Regions from separate parts of the Pan troglodytes genome. Here region 1 is linked to region 2. A link is a contact called in public HiChIP or PLAC-seq data. All regions are on one chromosome and are shown on one strand. Each heading gives the region's core, a stretch centred on a gene start, on an enhancer-like site or on the middle of the called end of the contact. The rest is flanking DNA. Distances are from core to core; before and after follow the strand shown. Region 1 holds the start of ANKRD37 (ankyrin repeat domain 37). Region 2 holds the start of CFAP97 (cilia and flagella associated protein 97).

What was found. HiChIP or PLAC-seq counts read pairs in DNA pulled down with a chosen protein or histone mark.
Region 1: an H3K4me3 HiChIP or PLAC-seq map of stem cell-derived excitatory neurons shows a contact between it and region 2, with 3 times the contacts expected there. The contact joins the promoter of ANKRD37 here to the promoter of CFAP97 in region 2. A contact is called at or near these places in 2 of 7 Hi-C or Micro-C datasets (blood and stem cell-derived neural progenitor cells) and 1 of 1 datasets of contacts at active chromatin or transcription factors (stem cell-derived excitatory neurons).

Annotation. Positions count from the first base shown.
Region 1 is chr3:187,034,487-187,037,186 of NHGRI_mPanTro3-v2.0_pri, forward strand. ANKRD37 (ankyrin repeat domain 37) reads left to right here and starts at 1,428. Exons shown (of 5, transcript XM_009448654.5): 1 at 1,428-1,540; 2 at 1,740-1,892. The coding sequence starts at 1,514. It overlaps LRP2BP (LRP2 binding protein), which reads right to left and starts at 1,898. Exons shown (of 10, transcript NM_001280149.1): 1 at 1,443-1,898.
Region 2 is chr3:186,849,605-186,852,304 of NHGRI_mPanTro3-v2.0_pri, forward strand. CFAP97 (cilia and flagella associated protein 97) reads right to left here and starts at 1,258. Exons shown (of 6, transcript XM_063809287.1): 1 at 1,169-1,258. All of the region lies in intron 2 of SNX25 (sorting nexin 25), which reads left to right.

The DNA.
Region 1 (2,700 bases), core at 178-2,677, 190 kb after region 2:
CTTCAACACATGTGTTTTAAAAAGCAGTGCTTATTGAATTGATAAACAAAAGCAAAATTGGCAATATCAACGTGTGCTCACCTCACAAATCTGACAACAGTATCTCTACACTGCCGTTCTTTAAACATCATTAAAAGATATTGTGAATAGTTTAAATATTAAAAATGTGGAATATAAGAACGATTCTATATATTTGAACACACATTTATGTTCAAATATTCATATGAATAAAAATGCTTAAAACTACCCCTTGGGTAACTAACAACATAAACTTGCGATTGCAAATTTTATGGCTTTTACTACAAAACAAAAAGTAGAATGAAAAGACCACTTATCTTTAGAGGACAAGCATGAGCTTGTCTTCTAACAGCACAACAATAAACGTATTTATTTCTCCGAGCTTTCAAAGGCATCAACAGAAAAGAATCACTAAAAATGTAGGGGAAAAGAAACACTCGGCTGGAGCTTTGGTTTCTAAGCAGATCCTTCTGGAAAGACGCTTAGGGAGAGTCTAGGGAGCAGCTCTGACGTCAGTAGCTGCCATCGGAAGTCAGGTCATGTTCTACAAAAAGCAGTGACGCAGGCCCGACAGCACCCGCGGGGCCGGACAGCGGCTTCACCAGCCCCGCGGGTCCGAATCGCACGCGGCCGGCTCCGCTCTCCCGGGAGGAGAGCCCGGCGTGGACCAGCGTGACGACCCCAGCGTACTGCGGCCTCTCCCCGAGGGCCCCTCCACAAGGGTCCCTGCGCGGGCCGGGCTCGGCCGTTGCCACTCGGGACAGCCATCCCCTCGAGTTCGCGCTCGCCGTCCCTGCCTTCACCTCCCGGCTTGGGAGGCGGGCGACTGCGCGCGAGGTAAAGGAACTTGCGTTCCCCGGCGCCGAGGCGGCAGCAGCGCAGTGCACAGCGGCTTCTGAAGGCGGCGTCGACGGGGAGCTGCGTGTGGCTCCCGGTTTCCTGGTTACGTGCGCGCCGGCAGAGCCAAAACCTGCAGCCGAAACTCCCGCTTCTCCGTAAGGATTAAAGGGCGGGCGCACTACCGGGAGACGTGTCAAACTCAGCGCGCCTCATGGCGGCCGCGGAGCCCCACCCGCTTCTACTCCAGTCCTCTCACACCCACTGACTTACCCTGCGCACGCGCGCTGAGGCTCCGTGGGGCCGCCGTGGGCCCCGCCCCGAGGTGGGAGGGCCTGACGCATCCACAGCTGGCCAATCGGCGGATGGCCTCGCGCGCCCGCCCCCTCCTCCTGCCCCCGGCGCCGGGCTCCACGTGCCAGTGTTTGTGTACGTGCGGCCGTGGCGTGGGCTGGACGGGGTCCAGGTCGTTGAGGATTAGGCTGCTCGGGCGTAACCGGAGCTGGGGCGCGGCTGCCGAGGGCCGGCCCGGAAGTCCCAGCGGTCTTTAAATTCTCCCGTGCTAGGGCCGGCCTGCGCATTCTTACCTGTCGGGGTGCGGCGAGTGTCTCACCGCTCTGCACTTCCAAGGACTCTTGTCATCTGCCTTAGACGGGAAATGCTGTTGCTGGATTGCAACCCCGAGGTGAGATTCGGGCTCACAGAGCCCGAGCTTTTGTCCTGCAGGCTCAAGCTTCTAGATTCGTCTTCTCGTTAATGCGGGGACGGACCACTGGGCGCTGCCTGGTCAGAGCTGGTTGTGAAGGGCGGGGAGGTTTCCAGCCCGGAGGGGCGCGGGACTGGACAAAGGTGGGAAGGGTGCTGGATCTGTTCTCTTCCTGCAGGTGGATGGTCTGAAGCATTTGCTGGAGACAGGGGCCTCGGTCAACGCACCCCCGGATCCCTGCAAGCAGTCACCTGCCCACTTAGCCGCAGGAAGCGGCCTTGCTTGCTTTCTTCTCTGGCAGCTGCAAACGGGCGCTGACCTCAACCAGCAGGTAACTAGGTAACTGTTGCTGTGTACAGCCGTCCCCTCCAACCCAGACACAAACATTTCTCAGACGCCAAGAGTTGTTTCAGCTGTTAAAAACATGTCTATAGCAGCGATGTCCAACAGAAATATAATGCAAGACACAGATGTAATTTAAGAGTTTTTTTCCAGTCTTGATGTGAGGACATGAGAAATTTCAAGTTTTTAAGTAGCCACATTAATAAACGAAACATGAAATTTTAGTATTTGACCCAATTTGTCCAAAATGTTATCAGTTCAATATGTAATCAAAGCAATTGCTGATTATTTTACATTTCCTTTTATTCTGTGTCTTCACAATCTGGTGTGACAGCGTATCTCAAATCAGACTAGCCACATTTAAAATACTCTAGCCTTAAGTGGCTGTTGACTATCATATTGAACAGCACAGATCTAGTTTATTTCAAAAGAATTGCTACATTACCAAAAGTCTCCCTGCAGCAATTGAAATACTTAGGAGCTATGTCCACAAGCATTCTAATTTCCTAAAGAATTTTCTTACTGTAGTTTGCATCTTCCACTGAATATTAAAGCATGGTGAATTTTAAATTGTAAACTTTTCTGGAAGAACTCTTTTTATTTGCTTACATTTTAATGTATGTGCATATGGCTACACGTTTTTATTTATTTGAGACGGAGTTTTGCTTTTGTCGCCCAGACTGGAGTGCAATGGCGCGATCTCGGCTCACTGCAACCTCTGCTTCTTGGGTTCAAGAGATTCTCCTGCCTCAGCCTCCCTAGTAGGTGGGATTACAGGCACGCGCCACCGTGCCCGA
Region 2 (2,700 bases), core at 8-2,507:
TGGCGCGATGTCGGCTCACTGCGACCTCCACCTCCGGGGTTCAAGTTTCACTATGTTGGCCAGGCTAGTCTTGAACTCCTAACTTCATGATCTGCCCGCCTCAGCCTCCGAAAGTGTAGGGATTACAGGCGTGAGCCACCGTGCCCGCCCCTATTTTCTTAAAAAAGGAGGAGAAAGGAAACTGGTGACTTATTTTGATCATCCCCTTGGCATGGCAAAGTCACATCTAGCATGAGGCACTCTTCATTTCTGACTTAGAAGGTTTAAGAAAGAATGAAATGAGGCCGGGCGCGGTGGCTTACGCCTATAACCCCAGCACTTTGGGAGGCTGAGGCAGGCGGATCACGAGGTCAGGAGATTGAGACCATCCTGGCCAATATGGTGAAACCCCGTCTCTACTAAAAATACAAAAATTTGCTAGGTGTGGTGGTGCATGCCTGTAATCCCAGCTACTCGGGAGGCTGAGCCAGGAGAATGGCTTGAACCCGGGAAGCAGAGACTGCAGTGAGCCGAGATCGCCCCACTGCACTCCAGCCTGGGCAACAGAGACTCCGTCTCAAAAAAAAAAAAAAAAAAAAAAAAAAAAAAAAAAGAAAGAATGAAATGCCCATGAATACCAATTGATACTAAAAGCAAAAGCTACATCTGCTTCTTTATTAGTCTTAGCAGTAATTGCCAGTGTTTAAGTAGCATATTGGCATCTACTTAGCAAGCGTTATCTGTATATTACTGGCTGGGACTATGACAGAAGAAAAGGCAAATATATACTCTAAAAATTATTTGGACCACGTTCCTTTGCGTGGCTGATAGCATTTGAACTGAATAGTTGGCAAAAAACAAAAAACAAAACAAAACAAAACAAAAACCAGAAGTGGAGCCAAAGTGATTATGGGCAGCTGCGTGCACCCTGTTGCACCAGGCCGACTTCTTTGGACCTTTCCATAGCTAGGAATTGCAGGCTTCACTTACTCCACCGCACGTGTCTGATTCCTTCCCTAAGGCGGCAGGGTGGGAAAGGGAAGGTCGTTAGAAACTGTGACAGGGAGTCTCGGGAACGGTTGCCTATTTAAATAGCGAGTGAAAACCAGGCAGAAATGTTTGCCGGCTGTAAGCAAAGCGAAGAGGTTACTCGTCAGTGATGAGCGGAGAGGGAGAATTACGGGATCACCTGAGCTCGGGAATTACCAGCGCCGCTGACACCTGCAGCAAAATTTTCCATGAACAGACGGCATCCTGTAGAGGAGGAGGGGAGCGTGGGAAAGAGAGGTGTGCGCCGCGCTGGGTCGCGCCCTCTCCCCGTGGGGCCCCGGCCCGGACCCCGCCCCCGCGCTGTGGGTGGGCGCCTCCCGGCTGTCACTCAGCGGCCGCGGTGGCTCCGGGCCCCGCCCGACACGCACTTCAGGGCGGCCCCGCCCCGCCCGCGTCAGGCTGGCCAGGCTTCAGTCACAACACGGTGGGGCTCCCTGGCTGCGCCCGGCCCGGCAGCTACGGGCCCAGCGCCTGGTGGCGGCGCTGAGGGGTCGCCGAGAGGGGCCCGGCGACGTCTGCGGGGGCCGCTCCCTCGGTGGGCCGCGGGCGAGGCATGAGCGCGGGCTCCCCCTGCCTCCGGAGCGCCGGCGGGGGACCGCGGGGCAGGAGATGTGCCTGTCCTTAGCGGCCCAGGAAGCAGCATGCACCCCGATGCGACCGACAGTGGCAGCGCCGGCCTCAGCCCCGCGCGGGCCGCAGGCGCCGGCGGCCGTCCTGTCTCGGGCTTCAGGGGCGAGCGGCGGCCGGAGTCCCCGGGGGACGCGGAGGCAGCAGCGGCGGCGCCGGGGGCCCCGGGCGGCCGGAGCTGGTGGAAGCCCGTGGCGGTGGCCGCACTCGCCGCCGTGGCCCTCTCCTTCCTGGGGCCCGGCAGCGGGGAGGCGGCGGGGGCCGCGGGGCTGAGCTCCGTCCTGTTCAGGCTCAGCCTGTACCTGAGCTGCGCTGCGGCCGCCTTCCTGCTGGGGACCCTGTTTGCCCTCGTCTGCCGGAGCCCGCGCGCCCAGCCGCCCGACTTCGCCGCCGCCTGGAGCCGGCTGGCCGCGACCTCAGCCGCCCGCCGCCCGCCGGGGGTAAGTACCCGACTCCTGGCCGCCTAGCTCCGCCGGCCCTCCCCGCTTCCGGTGCCAGCTCCCGCGCCCCGAGCCCCGGGGGGCCGCGGCATGCCCTTGTCGAAGCGGGAAGCCGGGAGCCACGGGGCTAGGCTGCGGGCCCGGCCGTGGACGCGAGCGTTCCCCGGCGCCCGAGCGCGGCGGGCTCCGGGCTCCGCGCTCCGCGGTGCTGGAGGAGATGCGCGTTATTTATTGGGCTCTGTAGTCACTCGACAACCATCCTCAGTCACAACCCTAAGGGTCTCCCCAGACCTTCGGTGTCGCTTGCCGTGGGAGGGGAAGAAGGGAATCACAGCGTTCGCTACGTGCAGGCTCTGCGCACGGTCCTGGCGATCCGCTTGGTTCTTCTGGCCGTTCTCGGTGGGAGGCAACTTTATGACCGTTTGCCGATGAGGAAACTTGCTTCGGTCCCTGGCCCAGCACCTCACCCCCAAGCCCGCGTACCCTTCCCACCACCCTATCCTGCCTTCCACCATGCTGATAAGTATTATAGTTGTGCAGTCCCCGCTGGCTTCTGTGATTTGGAAGGGGGATGCCAGAAATCACTGGTTTGCAACAAAAGGAA